Regions from separate parts of the Mus musculus genome. Here all the other regions are linked to region 6. The links are chromatin contacts, called in public HiCAR-type, HiChIP or PLAC-seq and capture Hi-C maps. All regions are on one chromosome and are shown on one strand. Each heading gives the region's core, a stretch centred on a gene start, on an enhancer-like site or on the middle of the called end of the contact. The rest is flanking DNA. Distances are from core to core; before and after follow the strand shown. Region 1 holds the start of Opn5 (opsin 5). Region 2 has its middle 10 kb from the start of Adgrf2. Region 3 overlaps Opn5 (opsin 5). Region 4 holds the start of Cd2ap (CD2-associated protein). Region 5 holds the start of Ptchd4 (patched domain containing 4). Region 6 holds the start of Mmut (methylmalonyl-Coenzyme A mutase).

Region 1 (3,094 bases), core at 537-3,036, 1.7 Mb after region 6:
CTGGTTAAAGACACTATTTTCAAAGCATCCCTTGCAACTGACTGGAACAAATAATTCTAATTTGTGAAATGATTCTTTGTCTGCCTTTCCTGATCACTGAGTTTAGGAAGACATGGTGTGGAGTTTATTCTGAGGCACTCTCGCTTTAAGCGTAGCAAAGAGTGGATACTTCATATATTTGTGTTCAAAAGGCCAAATTTCAATTAAAATGAAAAGTAGTCAAATGCTCACAGTAAATACGAGGATCCTTGAAATTATTTTGCAACAGAGCATATGATTTAATCTCATAAGTTCTTTCTGCCTCAAGCACTGACCATAGAGGGATCTATGGAACATTCTAGTGTGTTTTTTTTTCCAATTTCAGGAATTACATGAAATTCTTCACCAGTCATAAACAGATGAGAGAGGGAGGGGAAGAGAAAAAGGGAGGGAGGGAGAGTGGAAGAAACAAAGAAAGGAGGGAGAGAAAGAAAGGTTGAGAAAGCAGGCTGGAACCAACATCTGAAATATTAAAGACACATAAACCTAAAGATAGAACCCACCTGCACGCAGCTCACCCAAATTTAATATAGCAACTTTAAATTAAAGAAATGTGGTAAATATTTAAAGACAGTGCTACAATTTAGCCCTGGCTGGCCCGGAATTTTATGTAGACCAGTTTGGCCTGGAGTTCATAGAGATCTGCCTGCCTCTGACTCTCAAATGCTAGGGTTAAAAAACATGCCACCACGCCCAGACAAAATGTCATTGGTGCAAAATTGCATTGTGCAATTCAGTAGAAATATAAACCAGAAATGTGAGCTATACATATGTTGCTGGGTTTTTTTTCTGGTAGCCACATTAAGCAGCATAAAAGCACAAAAGAAAATTAGTTTTAATAATTTAATACTTAATCTACTAATCCATAAATTATGTATAAATCTAATCCATAAACTCATAATCCAGAAATTATGAGTTCAATGGACATTTCATATTTCAAAATATCAGTAAGATGTTTGTACATTATTTTCCAAGTACTAAGCCTTCAATAGGAGGCGTGCATTTTCACTACAATCTGCTCATTTGAAAGGTAACAGTTTGTCCACTCAGGAGCCATGGGTGGCTGCCAGTTTGAACAATACAGTCTAACATAAGGCAGATTCAACCCTGTGTGAGTTATACACAAAAACTCTTTTCACCAAAGTGTGGAATTTCATTGATCACCAGAATAATTTTTATCTTCATAGGACTGAGGTGCAACTTATAAAGCAGTGTTCACTGTCACTGTTATATTGGGCCAGAGTTCCCTCATTTATGAGAAAATGAAGCTAAAGTAGATGGTGTCTAAGAGCCATTCTTTTTAAAACAGAAAAATTATCAATTATCACTCTTTTGATAGCCAGAAATCAAACCTAGTAATCAAGTGACCAAATGAAGTAGCTTTGAGATAAAGAATTCACTATGAATGTTCTTTGGATTATTAATAGAATATTTATCCCTAATGAGAGCAACAGTCATTTTTTTATGAAACATTGATTGACTGTCACAATGCCAATTCACCTTCTCCACCTCTGCTAATACCCACGTACTTATCAGAATCATTTGTGCAAAATCAATACAGCCTATGAATTCTCTCAATGCAGCCTCTGACACAGAAGCATTAAGGAAGCTTACCGATTATTGTTAGGTAAAAGCCAGCCACTAAATCCGCTTCCCAGGAAAGTTTGGAAGCAAAAGGGTCCTCGTCTCGAAGATAGTGGGGCAGGCGCTCATCCTGAGGTAGGGCAGTGTGGTTCAAGGCCATGCTGGTCTCACACCCCCCAGGAGTCTGTGAAGCAAATCAGCAGAGATCTCAACAGACGGAATAACAAGTCCGTGAATCCGCTCACAAATGCATCTCTTTCCATAAAACAAAAGGCAAACTCCAGGGTCCCACAGGTGATTGGTACCTAGTGGAGAGATGTTCACCGTTGTTTTGTTTTGTTTTGTTTTTTTCTTAAATGACGTAAATACACCAACACGCAGTTGTTCAATTTGCAGTCTAGACAAGCCTGCATCTTCTCCTCAGGCTGCCTCTGCGGCTTTTCACACCTCCCCCAGTGAATAAAAGGTTGAAAACTAGTTTGTCCTATTGCTCCCTAGCAAACTTTGTAGAGCTCTGACGTAAGAAAACCCACAGTGAGAAATGTGGACACTGCACACTGACTTGCCAGAACACAGCATCCCAAGATAGCCCAAGCTTTCTCCATTCTTAACAGGCATGGTGAGCTAAGGAAAGAAAGAGTGTTCAGGGCACACGGACATGGACACTTCATGAAATGAAGCTAAGAGGTCAGAGATTGACAGGGTTAACCTAAGATTTAAGGCTGTTGATGAGTGGGGAAGGGGAGGGGCACACCAGCTTCCATCCATAGCTAAGGAGCAGTTATCTGCTTCGATAGGAAGGAGAGTCAGTTTTCTTTGGGGATGTGGCCTCTGGTAGGTTAATTATGGTCCAGTAAGTGGTCCTGCAACTTAAACTCAACACAATGGGCAACACAAATTAGACTTAGTGTGTTTAAAAAAAATGAAAAAATTCTCAAAGAATAAATGTTTGTGTGTGTGTGTGTGTTTGTGTCTGTGTCTGTGTGTATGTATGTATATAACTAAGGGCTGGGGGCTGGGAAGATGGCTCAGTGGATAAGAACACTGGCTGCTCTTCCATAGGTCCTGAGTTCAATTCCCAACAACTACATAACCAATCAATCCGTCGTGGGATCCAATGCCTTTGTCTGGTGTGTTTGAAGAGAACAACAGCGTACTCGCGTGCATAAAATAAATAAACAAATCTTTTTTAAAAAATAATTAAGGACTGGAGAGCTGTATCAGTGACTAAGAGAACACAACATGCTTACAGAGGAGCTGAGTTTGCCCCAGAACCCAGACTGGGTGGCTCACAGCCACCTGTATCTACAGCTCCAGGAGGGTCTGGCACCTCTGACTTTAGGCATTGGCACTTACCACACACACACACACATACACACACACCACAGAGAGACACTCACACACATGCATGCACAGATAAATATGCAGACACACATGCATACAGAGACACAGTCACACATGTACACACAGG
Region 2 (2,864 bases), core at 153-2,652, 1.8 Mb after region 6:
CATTAGAATACAAGCAGCATCAGGCCAACCCACTACACAGGTCAACAAAAAAGCCCGTAACCCATGGGCTCTTAGTAGACAATTACGCAAACAATAACATCCCATCATCTAAGACACATCTTGTGAGCTCAGTACTAGACGCCTATCAGCAAAAGTGATTGGCAAAGAAACTGAGTCATTTCTTGTTTCCTGAGAAGTCAGCGTACAAGAGCAAGTCTGATGTTGCTAACTGAGCTCCTATGGAACTTTCAAGAGCAGTAAGCTCCTTACTTCCTAGGAGAGTCAGGTATTAATTATAGAGCCCGCAGGGGCATGAAAAGACCTTGCTTAGTTATTGAAAACTTTGCTAATCTTAACTTTGCCTTCAAACCCATAAATCTCCCCTTTTAAATCCAAACCTGGAATAAATGCCTTCCCGGTATCTACATAAGGCATTGAACACCACAGAGATGAAATTAGAGGATGGATCTGCCTACATCCTCCCTTACTTGCTGATTGGCTTTAATAAAGATCTCACTGTCAATGGATACGCAGAAAGAGGAGAGCAGAACTTCCCGGCTGAGAAAGGGTCTCTGGGAGAAGAAACAGAAGGCGGAGATTCAAGCTGGGGAGATGAGCAGATAATTCAGAGCAAGGAGAGAGGCAGACATGGCCATGTGGCAGGACGCAGGCCAGAATGGGTTGTGTGAAGAAGATGAGCTAGCTGGGATAAAGGCCTAAGCTTTTAAAATAATATGAGTCTCTGTGTCATTATTTATACAGCTGGCGTGTCAGTGAAAGTCACGTTATAACACCCTCTACCAGAACCTGCCACTAACGCTAACCCACTTGTTGCATCTCCCACTCTGGCACCTTTCAGCCACTGTCACTTGTATCCCAAGACCTCACCTCTCATGTTACTGTGCTTACTGTTGCTAGTCATCGGGTTCTCTGCATAGGAGAAGTTTGGTGTTTGGTTTCTTTGACCAGTGACTACACTGTTCTTCAATAGGTAATGCTGCTTCTCTGGTTGTCAAGGGGTCTGGATCATCTTGTATTGCAGGGCTTTCAAAAATCCCAATTGAGACTGAATAATAAAGACACAGAGATGTCTATATCGTTTAAACCCATTGGCCTGTTTGCTGGGCAGTCTTTCAGGCAACTTGGGATTTAACCGGGCTTCCCCATTTTGTCCCTAAAAGTGGTTCTCACTGCTCTATGTCCCAGCCTGCCCCTGGTCCAGTCTTCCCCAGCTCCTGCTGCCAGCTCTTTATTACGCAAAAAGTCATACTCCTTACTCAACAAATTGGCCTTTTTCCCAGGGCAGCTTGCCTTTCTTTTTTGAGCAGGTGAAGAAATGACAAACATTTACATATCCTGCTAGCCTGGCTCTGCCAGCCCTGCAATTGACCATTGAGAACACAGGGACACACTTTTTCATAGCCAGTAAGTACAATATTTGTGGGTCATCCTCATAGTCTTGGAGGCAGAGCCAATGACACAGCACAAAGCATCTGTGCAATAGACCCTAAGCATCTACTCCTTAGCCTTGCTTGCTTGCCAAGTCTTTGCTGTGGATGGCAGCAATGGGGCAACAGCCAGTCAAGCTACAATAGCAAGGTCAAGGAACATAGATAACCGAACGCATCATGCAGAGAACAGATAGCCTAGCCATCCTGTTTGTCAGGTAATTTTGCCCCCGAGTTTGGTTCTCATAGATTACACCAGGAATGCAGTTTTAAAAATATTAACTTGCTGACCCCTATGGAAATTCCCCAAGTTTGCTGTAACTACAATAAAAACACTGCTTCCCTAGACTCAGGGCTCTCACTTCTGACCCGCTGCGACATAAAGGTGAGAGTCCTTGTTCTGAGAGCTCTTAATAAAGACCTGTATATGTTTGCATGCGAACTGGCTCCTTGGTGGTCTTTGGAGCCCCAGTGACTTGGGAATAACAATACCATCACTTCTAGTGGAGAATCGAGGAACTTCATGCTCAAATGGAAAGATATGAGGTCTTTAGTCTGCAACACAACACTGATAAGTAAGCCACGTGCAGGCTTCCAGAGGTCTGTGTCCTTGGTCAGCTGAAGTGCTGTTGGCTTTCCTTCATACACTCCTATGGTTGGGGCAGGACTGAGTGTCACAGGACTTAGATTCTTTCTTTTTATTGGAGAATGGTTCACACCTGGTCTCCTTTGTTTGAAAGCTTTGACATGCTATTGTGTGACACTATTCCGGAAACCAATGGCAGAACAAAGTACGGAGACCATCAAGGTCTAACTTGGTGAACCAATGAGTTTATGGGATCTGAGACAGGAGGATTAGGAGACCGGTTTGTTAGAATTTCTTCTAGGCTCTGCCCAGCAGTTACCTAGCAACAACCAGATATGAGCCTGGCTTGCTATTATAAAAGGACTACTTGGCCTCTCCCTCTTCCCCCTTCGCCCCTCTCCCCTTCTCTGTCTCTCCACTTGTTCCTGACCAACCCCTTCCCTTCTCTCTCTCTCCTCTCTCTCTCTCTCTCCCTGTCCTTCTGACTCCTTCTTTCTCTGCCCACACTCCCTTCTCACCCCCTTCTCATGCCTCAAATAAACTTCATTTTATACTAGACTCGTTGTATGGTTGGTACCTCAGAGGGGATGCCCCATCATACCACTGCACTACAAAACATTACCAGGGTTGCTGACAGAAGCAGAAAGGACTCAAAGACACCTGTGTCACTGAACAGCCACTCTAGCATGGGTGATGACTTATGAACACTGGAAACCTGAAGCTTGTACAGACCTTGTAGGCAGCTCAACAAATAGGAAAGTATCTCTTCTAGAGAGGCTAATTGGTCTGTGCTTTTTTCCAGGCAGCTCACCTGGTCTGAGAATGTTTCT
Region 3 (3,007 bases), core at 60-2,559, 1.6 Mb after region 6:
ACCAAAGGCTGACCACACAGAGACTACCAAAGGCTGACCACACAGAGACTACCAAAGGCTGACCACACAGAGACTACCAAAGGATGACCACACAGAGACTACCAAAGGATGACCACACAGAGACTACCAAAGGCTGACCACACAGAGACTACCAAAGGCTGACCACACAGAGACTACCAAAGGCTGACCACACAGAGACTACCAAAGGCTGACCACACAGAGACTACCAAAGGCTGACCACACAGAGACTACCAAAGGCTGACCACACAGAGACTACCAAAGGATGACCACACAGAGACTACCAAAAGCTGACCACACAGAGACTACCAAAAGCTGACCACACAGAGACTACCGCATAAGGAATCCAGGTAATCATAGTCTTGCATCTCAAGTTGTCGATCTTGTCCCTTTGTCACAGCAACAATGACAATATCGATATTTATTTATAAATTTTATGATTTTTATTTGATCATATATTCATAGGGTAGTAAATTCAAAGTTCAAAAGAGTTGTCACTTGGCCAATGTGAGAGATAAAATTCCAGGTCTTCCTGATCTTTCTCTAATACCTCTTACTAAAGAAAACCAGTGTTGAATAATACCTTGTCACCAAGTAATAATTAAAGAGTAATGGAGACCCTGAAACCTCTACCTCCTTAGCCAAGACAATGATTTGAGATGCATTTTCTACTTTTTACCCAAAGATAGGCAACTCATGGACACAGAAGACCTCCCCACCACTACTGGCCCAGCTCTTTCCTCGCTCTGAGTATTGGACCTTTAGGGGGAAAAAAAGTTCTGAAGTCTCAAACTCTTGTACACTGTGCATCAAAAACAGTATAGACTTTTTGAAAAGCTAGTATTTAAGTAACAATTCCTACCCTACTGTCTTTGGGCTATATAAATAAGAGCGGCTTCTCCAATCTTACCCTTACTTAAACCTGTTTCTTCATCTAATACAGAGAAAGAACAGCTTCTATCTTTCAGAATATAACTAAAAGAACCAGGCAGAGGTGATAAAGAGAGAGGAATGGCTTCATTGCCCTTCACTCTCACTTCTGCTTGAGTCCTTGCATTTTCTAGCCAAGAGTTCTGATGACCCAAACAACAGTGGCAAATAATTCCTTCACATGAATTTATTGTTGAATCAGTGCCACATAGAACAGCATTCTTGGACTGATATGGATTTAATATCCAAGAAGGAAGTCCACAACCAGTAAATATGCACAAAATGGCATCCTGGCTGCTCTAGGATCAAAACCAGAATGCTGTTCTCAATATCTGGCCATCATCCAACCCATACATATCTGATGACTTGGCTTCCGGTATTTTTATGAATGTAAAACAGAAACCTCCTAACCCAGCTACTTAGGAATTTAGTTCTAAGCCAAGTGTTTACTTAAATCACCACAGCATTTTAAGACAAAGAAACATAATTACGTTCTAGCTTCAGAATTTTACCTAAAGTCTTCCAAAGATTTCTTCTTCGTTCCTCTCAAACCACCAGCCTGGCAACAGGCAAATCTGTAATCAATGACCTGGTAGATGATTGGATTGTACATCGCTGCTGATTTTGCAAGGAGTGTGGGCACCACGGAGAGCTGTATGGGGATGGAGTCTGGCCTTCCAAAAGCTGACCACACAGAGACGACCGCATAAGGAATCCAGGCAATCAGGAAACCAGCACAAATCAGCATTGCCACCTGGCACAGGGAAAGGAACAGACAGCAGGATCAAGAGAATTCATAAGCAATCCAGAGTAAGTTACCAGTGTGGAAAAGGAGCAATTCACTCTGAAAACATTCATTTTTGACCACAAGAATTGCTTCCAGTGAACTTCTGAGAACTTGGCACAATTCTTTATCCCATTTACATGGCCTATCCATTCACCACTTTAGAATTTGAATGCACCCAAAACCTCAAACTGTAACCCTGTAATAGCTGTCAGATTTTGCCTACATTTGAAGCACGAGATCATAATAAAAGGATGCCAGTTCTCTTGAGCTTGCCAGAGTTCTCAACCCACAACCACTTAAAGACCTGACAGAAAATAAGTTCATCTTGATGAAATCTTTTGCCTCAGGAAACTGAGAAGTGTTGCCCTGGTTTTAAATTCTAACGTGCATTTTCTTCAAAGATTTCTATGAAATGTTATTTCTTCTCCTCAAGATTTTCACAATTTGAGGTTCATGTTATAGGAATTTCCCAAATATAAAGAAAAAGGAGTTACAGGGCTTCTGACAAAGCAATATGGAAGTGATTTTTCTCTCACAAAATTAGCATCGTAACTGTCAGAACACAGATTGATTGGCAATACAATTTAAAATACCCTCACTGGTTTTCACCATCCCAAACCCAGTCCCTTTAATGATGTAACCCTAACTACTGCCCTATAGCTGCTGATCTTGACAAATTATCTCAGTTCAGGTAAACAAACAGTTTTAGCAAATGCTTTTGGCAAGACATTAAACTGGGCACTATGGGACATCCCAGAATGCTCCTGTTCCTGAGCTGTCTCCTTCTAGAGTACAAACAGTAGCAGATCACAGCTGAATATGGTTTGGGGTCCAGCTCAGAAGAGAACATTTGTTTCTTATTGGAAGGAGTAAGAGCTTCATGGTGAATGTTGCCTAGATCCTGCACTTGGGCAAGTTGAAATAGTAGTAGTGAGGAAAATGCCAAGAAAACATCCCATGCATGAGTGGGTTTGTACAGAAACAAGTGAGGGTATCATCTAGATTTAGGAAAGTCGTGCGAGTTGGTGAGACCTGGAGGAGAGACAATACTCGTGTGAAACATATTACTGAGCTTTCCTTGTGCTCCACGTGCTCTGCAGCTCTCAGAGGTTCATGAGCAGAAACATCGAAGGTGAACCTATAGGAAGAAACTGCTGAGAGACAACAGCAGCTAGAGAGACTGACCGTTCCTTATTCATTCAGACAAGTCATATTGAGAATCTGTGCTTTGTGTGGAAGACATAGAAAGGAAAAGCAGACACATCCCTGCCC
Region 4 (3,082 bases), core at 376-2,875, 1.9 Mb after region 6:
AGGACGGGTACTTAAAATAACTGCAAACTGCAAAGAACTGTCTGTTGTTTAGCACCTGGTCCAACAGTATACAAGATCCAAGGTGGTTAAAAGGGCTCACAGCAACTCAAAGTCACAAAATGATGACTCTGGACCATCAAAAGATGTTTAATTACATTCTGCATCCTGACTTAAGACAGATAAGAATTGTATACTTAATTTTAGCTTTTCATCCCAATCAGTTAAGCTAGCTTTTGATGCTTTAGAATAAGCCTGCAATTACCCCGTAAACTCAACTAATCAAGTGGAAAGGAATTCATTTCAAAGTCCCTAACAGCAAATGTTTGTCTCCTGAGTCAAAAAGCACTTGGTGTATAAAAGGTACACAAAGCAGGAGGGAAGCGGAGGGAGAATAAAATTAGAAGCTCTAAGAAAACAGAATAGCCAGTGTCTGTAAACACTAGCTAAATTTGTCTCCCACAAAACAAAGTGTGGGCACGGGGTGCCACATCAGCAGAGCTCCTGTTTTTGTTGGGCTTCTAAATCATCCGCTAGTTTCCTGAATTATTAATTTCAGTAATGGTTTTAAGCAGCATCGACTCTGGAGTGAGAACGTGATAATGTCTTTCTGATTTATACCACAAAACCAAATACTGGTCTTACACTTTTTGCCTTGTGGTAACACCAAGCTGGGGGCGGGGGGGCGGGGGAGAAACATACTTTTACTTTACTTTTAAATTATAACCATTCGAGGGAGCTCGTGTCTAGCCCAGACGCAACTTATCAAAAGAACTGTTACACCACTGAACAAAACTCCTTTTCAAAGAAGTCCGCTGCGACGCTTGCTCTCTCTCTCTCTGACTCCAAACGAAAACCTGAAGAACGCACAGAAAAACAACCTTGTGGCCCCGGTACTTTTGCTCGCCTCCAAGAAGGAAGTCTCCCTCCAAACAGGAAACAGCAAACAGCTCCTCCAGAGGTTCCAACTGGGAATCCTAGAATAACCGAACCCCTAACCCAGTCCTCAGGAGGAGGAAATTCGCCGCGCTGCTAGGTGCCAACACACCTGACAAGGCAGACGACGAATACCAGGAAAAACGATTTCAAAAAACTGACCCACGAAAAGAGGAAGGGGAGAGAAGTCACAAATCACTGCCAAAAAGCCCAGCCGATCGCAAAGAGAATTAAGTTTCTTCCTGTGCTTCCAATTCTCTATGACAAAATGTCTGTGTGTGTGTGTGTGTGTGTGTGTGTGTGTGTGTGTGTGTGTGTGCGCGTGCATAGTAGATGTGGGGGTGTGAGTGCATTCTTTTTTAAACCAATCTGTACCAAGCCACCGAGTAGCAGAGCTGCAAGTGCCACTTTCTCAAGTTCGCGATCGCCCTCCCCCATGGAAGTCAGGGGCTCCCAGAGGGCGCAGGGCAACGGGTCACGGGTTCGAGCCCCGCTGTCCCGCACAAGGACCGACGAGGGGAGAGCCCGATTGGAGCCGACCCGCGTGCGAGGAGCCCAGTGGCCGGCGCGGTAGTGCTTACCCATGCTGCGGCTCTGGCGGGGAGAGCGCGGCCCCGCGGCCCCTTCTGTGCACCGGCTCAGGCGCGGCGGGGAAGCGACTCCATCCGCCCGCGGCGCGCTTGGCCGCTCCTCACGCCCGGCCTCGGCCGCAGCCCCGGCAGGCGGGGGTGGGAGGGGGGGTGGAGAACGGGGTCCGCGCCTGAGCACAGGGCGCACTCAGCCACGCTCCCGGGCCGCTTCCGCTCGCAGCTGGCTGAGGCACTTGGCGGGGTCTCGCACGGTCAGCCCGCACCCGCTCCCTCGGAGGCGGAGCGCGCCACGCTCGAGAACGCGGTGGCAAGCCACGGGCCCAGTGTGAAGAGAGTCGGGACCCGGCTGGGGCGAAATCTCGCGAGAACGATCTGGGATTCCCGGCCACGCCCCCTGCGGCCCCCGCGCGCGCCACCCAGGCTCCGGCAGCTGGTGCCAGGTGCGGTGACGTCACGCGGGGGCGCGCGCCACCATCCTCCAGGTGTGGCGGGCTGCGGGCACTTGGTCTCCCTGGGGTGTACGACACAGCTGGCTGCCCGGCCCATACAGATACCAAAGGGGTTCTGCAAAATGAGCCCCGGTTACCCCACTTTCTTTTTTCTTTCTTTTTTATTTATTTTTTTTTTTTGCAAAGGTGTCGCTTGTGAGAGATCTAAAAGAGAACAGCTATGGGAGCGAGAACTTCGAAGTTCAAGGCGGGGTCCCCTTCCCCCCCCCGCAAATGTGGGGACCCCACAGTTCACCTACAGAGTTCCCTGCGGGTCAAAAGCAATGTTTTTCTTTGGGGTGGGTGAGAAACGCAGTGAATTTTTCATAGGCATACATTATTGTATTCCTTGAGTCTCTTGTTGGCCAAAGATGACTTCCTACACCCTCTTTTGAAATAGAAATCGTTCTAAATTAGGCATCGTGGTTTGAAACATTGCCAGGCATTATTTTTTTTTTCCTCTAGAGTCAATATGAAGGCCGGCGTAGGATTATTGTAATCAAACACGAGCTTTCTTCAACTTATTGACAAATTTAATTAATATGACCTTAATTTTCCTCCCCTCCTATTTGAAAAAGTCAACTTCAAGGCCTGAGCAAGTATGGGGGAGCAACGTGTTGACTGCCAACTATTGTGCCTAGTGTTGGTTTTTTGTTTTTTTTTTTTTTTTCAAGAAATTACGCCTTTGAATTCTCACAGCTACCGGACACTTAAACTGCTTTGCCCGTTGGAACCAGGCCGACTTGGGTCTCTGAAACTCAGCTCTGCCGTTTATTTTTTTGTAGGTCCCTGGGTGAATGAACCTGACTGGAGCTTTAGCAGTTAATGTGTTAAAAGAAATGTTTATTTACAGTGTAGAACAAGAGTAGAGACTTTGTAAATAGCCATTCCCACTCCCTCCTATAGCCCCGCTTTGAGCATCTTTCACTACTCCTAAAAAGATTGCCAATGGTGAATTCTGAAGCAAAACTTGTAGAAACAAGTGGATAAAACAGTTGCAATTAGTTCTGTGCAAGAAGAAACAAGGAAAACATTTCATTTGCACAAATAAACAAGATGTCAGCAGGGTAT
Region 5 (3,021 bases), core at 172-2,671, 1.4 Mb after region 6:
AATACCCCAGCAGGTTTAAAATTGCACACGCATGTTTGAAATCGATCTGGTCTGCTGGTGGGAGTTCCTGGCCTGCACACTTTGGGGCATGTGGGAGTTTTCTTTCTCTATGGTGGACACTGACTTGTTTTCTGCCAGATCTGCAGTATGTTGCCCCCCTGCTTACCTAGCTCCCTTTCTTTGGGCAAAACTGTCCACTGTGTCTGACAGAAGAGAATTAGCCTCAACTCTATGTCCTGAAGTGTCTGTGGTACGTGGACAGGGGTGTGGTAGGAGTTGAGCAGGGAGCGAGGGAATGGAGCAGGGGATGAGATACAGAGAGGAGGCGGAAGCCAGTGTTAGGTCCTGAATCCTCAAAGAACATGTGTGTAACACTTAGGAAGAAGCCACATTGCCTGGCACAAACACACACACACACACACACACACACACACACACACACACACACACACACACAAACACCAACCAAGTGTTTCCTTCCCAACCTCCAGAGCAAGAAAGCAATCCAGAGAGACCCAGGCTCCAGTGTAGTCTGGGATCTCTGGCAGGCCTCAGCTCAGGGGACCAGTGTGTGGCCAGGCAGCCTGGAAAGTGTTGCAAGGAAAGCCCTCGCATGCTTTGTGGAATGTTAAAAATGCAGCATCATCCTCTCTGCTCCCTTTTCTTTGGCCAAAAGACAGAATTCGAGGGCACGGGGCATTAAGAGGAGCTTGAAATCTGCCCCCTGGAGGAGGCGTGGAGCCACTCCCTCCTAGGTTCTGATGGCCCCTGCTCCAATGGGCCAGCAGCGCCTTCACCCTTTACGTCTCCCATTCATTCCAGCCCGGAGGACAAGGAAAACAAAACTCTAAAAATAACTGTCAGCATCTTAAAAAGAGAAAAGCTTTGCTGCCACCACCACTACCCCCCTTCTTCTACTCCCGCCCTCTCTCCGCGCCACGGGGCACATGTCTGCTTCTTACAACACCGCGAGGCACATGGTCCCAGTTAGACACCGAACCCCATCGAGACCGAGAGGAAATCCACATCTGTGGGACGCTCGGCACAGAACCGCCACCTCCAGCGAGGGAAGCCGGGGGACTGCAGCAGCGACATGAAAAAGGGCTAGAGCGAGTGGACGCGGCTCATGCGGTGAGAGGCAGCGCGCGCGGCCAGCCAGGGCGCGGGGAGGCCGGGGACACCGGGGGAGGGAGGGCGCCACTCCCCGCAGCGCCCGCCGTCCGGCCCCCACGCGCGCTCCCGAGACTTGCCGGCCTTGCTGCAACTTGCTGCAGTGTTTGAAAGAGTAGTAAGAGCGCATGGAGGTGGGGCCCGGGGAAGACCGGGCGGAGCGGTTGCGGGGTGTGCGCGGGGAGGGGGCGGGGAGGAGGCGGCAGCAGAGGGGGGTGACGGAGGGGGTGTTGATCCCTTGAGGGAATGGGATGGGGGAGAGAGGGGTAGCCCCAGCGCTTACACATGTCACATGTGCTTTTTAAGACGGCCGGGAGCGCCTGCGAGCTGGATCTGGTGGAGGATGCTGCGGCAGGTGCTTCGCAGAGGGCTCCAGTCATTCTGCCACAGGCTGGGCTTATGCGTGAGCCGGCACCCGGTCTTTTTCCTCACCGTGCCGGCAGTCCTGACCATCACCTTCGGCCTCAGCGCGCTCAACCGCTTCCAGACCGAGGGCGACCTGGAGCGCCTGGTTGCTCCCAGCCACAGCCTGGCCAAGATCGAGCGCAGCCTAGCCAGCAGCCTTTTCCCCCTGGACCAGTCCAAAAGCCAGCTCTATTCGGACTTACACACCCCTGGGAGGTATGGCAGGGTGATCCTCCTCTCCTCACCCGGGGACAATATTTTGCTCCAGGCTGAGGGGATTCTGCAGACCCACCGAGCCGTGATGGAAATGAAGGTGAACCACAAGGGCTATAATTATACTTTTTCCCATCTGTGTGTGTTGAGAAATCAGGATAAGAAATGCGTGCTGGATGATATTATTTCAGTGCTAGAGGATCTCAGGCAGGCTGCCGTCTCCAATAAGACAACAGCCAGGGTGCAAGTAAGGTATCCCAACACTAAATTAAAGGTATGCTCTTCCTGCATGCTTCAGCCACTTAAAAGAGGCGGCACTTCATTTCTTGCCCTAAACAAGCAAAGAAAATGCAGAGGTCTCATCCTTAAGACTCAGAAGCTAAGGCTTCTTTCATTTCTGGAGGGGTGGAACGGACATGATGGGCAACTGAGCAAAGAAAATGGGCAATGAATAGCATAACTAGATAAGAAGAAATTCAAAGCCAAATCAAATGCCAAAAAAAAAAGAAAAAAAAGAAAAAAAAAAGAAAAAGAAAAAGAAAAGTTTCTGAGACCCTGCAGTTACATCTTTGTTCAGGGTTAATAAATCTGTGGATGGAAGGGGGAGGGGGGGTCCTGAACAACTGGGGGATTTCTTTTCATATCGGGGCTCAATGTATTTCTTATTACTGATTACACATCCACCTGGTATCATCTCCACCTTTTTGCATCTTCAGCCTGGCTTGATTTTTGACTGGGACGGTCATGGAATTTTGCTGCCCTATGGTTATGTCTGTGGGTTATGAATGTGTCAGGGATTCCAGGAACTCTCTCTCTCTGTGTGTGTGTGTGTGTGTGTGTGTGTGTGTGTGTGTGTGTGCATAGCAAAGGCAGTGAGGGTTTTCTATGAATCTGAAGAGGGATACCTGTTTAATGGATACTTTAGTTTACTTAGTATGCCCTTCCTTTCCCATGAAACATCCCAAACCCAAAGAAGATCGATTATAGCTAAGCTGCCAAGTAACAGAAAGGAAGGGGGAAAAAAGTCCACAAGCAGCAGAAAGTACAAGGTATTTCAACATTACATGGAGTTTGCAGTTTGGCCTCTCAAGTACAAATTTGACACGTGATGAGATTCCCAAACTCATTCTACACTGTCAGTTCTGGAATGGTACAGCCAATGAGGCACGCAGTCTGCAGGTGACTGAAGTGCCAGGGACAAATGTGACTTCCAAAAGACTCACTGCGCCATTT
Region 6 (3,029 bases), core at 228-2,727:
TACATAGTCTGCAAAGGTGAAAAATATAATTATAATATAAATATAATTTTTGTTGAAAAGAGTACATAAATTTTTAAAAAATTTATTCTTCTCTCATGCAATACATCTGACCATAGTTTCCTCTCCCACTCCTCAAGTCATGGGTCCCTTTTCTTTCCCCAAACCACTGCTTCTGCGTTTCCTTTCATAAAACAACAGGGCTCCCAGCGACATCAACCAAACATGAGGTAATAAGATGTAATCAGACTAGGCACAAACCATCATATCAAGGCTGGATAATGCAACCCAGAAATGAGGAAAAGGGTCTTCCAAGAGATGGCAAAAGAGCAGGAGATTCTCCTACTCCAACCTTTAGGAATCCCCCCAAAACACCAAGCTAAACAACATATATGGCAGGATGTAATACAGAAAACGCCTACATTGAATCATGAGACAGACATTGTAAGTATCGAAACCAGGGTCATGATTTCTACCTGTTGGGACCACTCAACTTGTGTTAATTTAAAAAAAAAAAAAGAAAGAAAGAAAGAAAGAAAAGAAAAGAAAAATTAAGATAGAAGATAAAAATTCCTTACTGTTCCCAGATCCACAGGAAATCATAGCTTAACAGTGGGTTGGTAGACACCGCTATGACTACAATTATTATGTATGAGATATACTAAATGCAATCAAATGACTTGTGGGCAGCTGTGGGGATATCTTTGGATTAATTAGCCAAGACGAAGAGAAATAAAGTGCTTAAATGAAACCAGCGTAAAGTCGGACGGCGTGACAGCTCAAAGAACATTTTTTTTTTTTTCTTTATGAATCAGCCCGTTCAGACTAGATCGAATCCTTATGGGAGGAGTGGAAAAAGGCGCTCCGCTTCGGTTTGCTTGTTGTTTTCTTGGCCGGTTTACTGAAACTAGTTTAAACCGACTTATCTCAACTTAAGCTGTTCATCTGCGAACCACTAACGAGAGTGAACTTGGGCTACTCTGTCCGTCGCTCCAGGACGAGGTACAGAGATTCAGGAACCAAGACCGGGAGGGTCAGGGGGACTAGAGAGGGAAGATCAATATTTTCACTCCACTCTGGGGTTATCTCAAACAGTTGCCCTAAATGGCAGAGACCTATTCAGACATTAGACATTGCCCCTTAAAAACAAAACAAAACAAAACAAAACGGAGTTTTACCACAAACGCGTGAGGCTCAAATTATCCCCTGGATCTGTCAGCCGCTTTATCGCTTCCTCGACTCTTCACAGTTGCTTCACGGATTCAAAAGGCGCGCTTCTGACTTAATCCGCCCAAACAACCGGAAAAGACGGAGAACTTCCAGGATCTGGGAACCGGAAGCGTCAGTGAGGAACGCAAACACACTTGTGTAGAGAAGGCCGGCCTGCGGAGCGTATGTCTTTACGTCATCAGACGCGCGCCCGCAATGTCCGGATTGGATTGGCTAATCCGAGGGCGGTGTTGGCTACGCCCCCTGATTTGATTGGCTGCCGAGCTCCTGCGGCGAGCGGGTGTGACCCCGGCGTCTGGGTTCGGTTCTGAAGTCCGGGCTTGGTCCGGGTGATCCCCAAACACTGTGAGTAAGCCCGTGCGCTGTGGAGCACGTCAGGCTTGCAGGATTCTTCTCTTATTGGCTTCATCTGCTCCACCTATCTATCTTGCTGTCCTTTCCTTCTTCTTCACGGATTTTCTGTGATAGGAAGCCGCCCCTGCTTGCTCCTGAAATATAGATGGTGACTGACTGGGTTCTCATTTCCCGCCAGGCTGGTGGAATTCGGAGGTCACCGCTGCAAAATGCCTTTCAACAGCGTGCTAGTCTTGTCGCTGTGCGTCCCTGGTTTCCCACGCACGCGCAGAGCAGAGGTTACTTGTTAGAGGTTCACAAGCTCATGTGGTTTCTAGGGTGTTTTTGCTAGAGGTAGTAAGACAGAAAGTTAGGTGACAGAAGGAAAAGATGAAAAGGAAAGGCGCGTCTAACCTGATTTAAAAAACAAAACAAAACACATAGCCTAACTTCTCCGTTTTGCCATTGAGAGCGTGACACATGCGTGTAATTTTCAACCGCCTGCTGATTTTCTTCCAACATAGTTTTGTGCTTAGTTATTTTTTAGGCCAGTCGTTCTCAACCCTCTTAATGCCAAGACCCTTCAGTACAGTGGTGACCCCCAACCATAAAATTATTTTTGTTGCTACATTGTAACTGTAATTTTGACACTTTTATGAATCGTAAATTGAATATTTTTGAAGATGGAGGTTTGCCAAGGAGTTATGACCCACAGGTTGAGAACAGTTGCTTTGGGCTAACAGTTCCTTTATGCTGTTAATTTTCTTGCCTTGTATAGTCACCACCTATGTATATTGAACAGTGTGAGGGGCTAGCTCTTCTGAGGTGTTACTATAACTTTCAAATTAATTACAAAATATTTAGAGAAAGCTCACAACAACAGTAATTGCACAGAGTGCTAGTTTCCACAGACATAATACATCATGTAATTTATGTCCAATAAAGGCTTCCTTTTTCTTTTCTGTGCTGTCATAAATGAATACTCCAGTAAGTTTCAATATGGAATATAGTAGTTCCATTCAATTCATTCGTTTGTTTATATTGTAACACACGTATTCTAACTGTGGATGTTTATGTTTCAGATTCTCTAATGCAAATAAACAGCAGAGAATTCCTATTCTATCTCTCACAATAGAAGCCTTCCCAGAATGGATGTTACCCAGTTTAAGGGGCTAGCATATCTGAGACGTTTCCTGTTTTGAAAGTTTACATTGTAAAGTAATTAGAACAGTATTGCGATGAGTGGCTTATGCGGCTTGTTTGGTGATCCATAATAAGTATTCAATAGTCATCAAGGCTTCACTAAGTTGATAGGTCAGAAATTATATGAAAAATAGAGTTTTAAACTCCCACTGTCCAATGCTGTGTAAAGCACCTGGCTAGGCAGCTGTATTAAAGAAATCTGTATCTGATTTTCTTTTTTTCTTTTTTACAAAATCTTAAGGCTCTACATGTTGAGGTTGTGTGAT

Evidence for each region. HiCAR-type assays count read pairs that join an accessible place to other places. HiChIP or PLAC-seq counts read pairs in DNA pulled down with a chosen protein or histone mark. Capture Hi-C pulls out chosen DNA fragments and counts their contacts.
Region 1: a contact with region 6 is called in an H3K4me3 HiChIP or PLAC-seq map of pro-B cells, with 11 times the contacts expected there. The contact joins the promoter of Opn5 here to the promoter of Mmut in region 6. A contact is called at or near these places in 10 of 39 promoter capture datasets (the 3T3-L1 cell line, the C10 cell line, the HPC-7 cell line and 6 more), 7 of 484 Hi-C or Micro-C datasets (cerebellum, cerebral cortex, cortical neurons and 3 more), 6 of 115 datasets of contacts at active chromatin or transcription factors (astrocytes, embryonic stem cells, epiblast stem cells and 3 more) and 1 of 9 other capture datasets (adipose tissue).
Region 2: an H3K27ac HiChIP or PLAC-seq map of embryonic stem cells shows a contact between it and region 6, with 11 times the contacts expected there. The contact joins the enhancer-like site here to the promoter of Mmut in region 6. A contact is called at or near these places in 6 of 39 promoter capture datasets (the 3T3-L1 cell line, the C10 cell line, cranial neural crest and 3 more) and 2 of 115 datasets of contacts at active chromatin or transcription factors (embryonic stem cells and stem cell-derived neural progenitor cells).
Region 3: a contact with region 6 is called in an H3K27ac HiChIP or PLAC-seq map of embryonic fibroblasts, with 31 times the contacts expected there. The contact joins the enhancer-like site here to the promoter of Mmut in region 6. A contact is called at or near these places in 10 of 39 promoter capture datasets (the 3T3-L1 cell line, 3T3-L1-derived adipocytes, the C10 cell line and 6 more) and 6 of 115 datasets of contacts at active chromatin or transcription factors (cardiomyocytes, embryonic fibroblasts, embryonic stem cells and 3 more).
Region 4: a HiCAR-type map of astrocytes shows a contact between it and region 6, with 12 times the contacts expected there. The contact joins the promoter of Cd2ap here to the promoter of Mmut in region 6. A contact is called at or near these places in 1 of 39 promoter capture datasets (pre-B cells), 5 of 484 Hi-C or Micro-C datasets (B cells, CD4 T cells, CD8 T cells and 2 more), 14 of 115 datasets of contacts at active chromatin or transcription factors (the SCID.adh cell line, astrocytes, cardiomyocytes and 10 more) and 2 of 9 other capture datasets (adipose tissue and pancreatic islet).
Region 5: a contact with region 6 is called in a capture Hi-C map of embryonic stem cells, with 8 times the contacts expected there. The contact joins the promoter of Ptchd4 here to the promoter of Mmut in region 6. A contact is called at or near these places in 5 of 39 promoter capture datasets (the 3T3-L1 cell line, cranial neural crest, embryonic stem cells and 1 more), 7 of 115 datasets of contacts at active chromatin or transcription factors (the NIH/3T3 cell line, astrocytes, embryonic stem cells and 2 more) and 1 of 9 other capture datasets (embryonic stem cells).

Annotation. Positions count from the first base shown.
Region 1 is chr17:42,609,527-42,612,620 of GRCm38.p6, forward strand. Opn5 (opsin 5) reads right to left here and starts at 1,787. Exons shown (of 7, transcript NM_181753.4): 1 at 1,654-1,787. The coding sequence starts at 1,783.
Region 2 is chr17:42,751,054-42,753,917 of GRCm38.p6, forward strand. It overlaps a transcript of Cd2ap not described here. Among named protein-coding and RNA genes, the nearest start is that of Adgrf2, 10 kb to the left of the region's middle. Within about 2 kb of position 1,403, at least 11 of the 459 cell types and tissues checked have an H3K27ac peak or open chromatin away from gene starts, as enhancers often do.
Region 3 is chr17:42,579,087-42,582,093 of GRCm38.p6, forward strand. It overlaps Opn5 (opsin 5), which reads right to left. Exons shown (of 7, transcript NM_181753.4): 5 at 1,461-1,702. Among named protein-coding and RNA genes, the nearest start is that of Opn5, 31 kb to the right of the region's middle. Within about 2 kb of position 1,310, at least 26 of the 459 cell types and tissues checked have an H3K27ac peak or open chromatin away from gene starts, as enhancers often do. A contact at or near this core is called in embryonic fibroblasts, where this site is marked.
Region 4 is chr17:42,874,799-42,877,880 of GRCm38.p6, forward strand. It overlaps Cd2ap (CD2-associated protein), which reads right to left and starts at 1,626. Exons shown (of 18, transcript NM_009847.3): 1 at 1,515-1,626. The coding sequence starts at 1,518.
Region 5 is chr17:42,315,179-42,318,199 of GRCm38.p6, forward strand. It overlaps Ptchd4 (patched domain containing 4), which reads left to right and starts at 1,422. Exons shown (of 3, transcript NM_001355270.1): 1 at 1,422-2,062. The coding sequence starts at 1,463.
Region 6 is chr17:40,933,208-40,936,236 of GRCm38.p6, forward strand. It overlaps Mmut (methylmalonyl-Coenzyme A mutase), which reads left to right and starts at 1,478. Exons shown (of 13, transcript NM_008650.3): 1 at 1,478-1,572. Cenpq (centromere protein Q) reads right to left here and starts at 1,367. Exons shown (of 9, transcript NM_031863.4): 1 at 1,176-1,367; 2 at 1-8.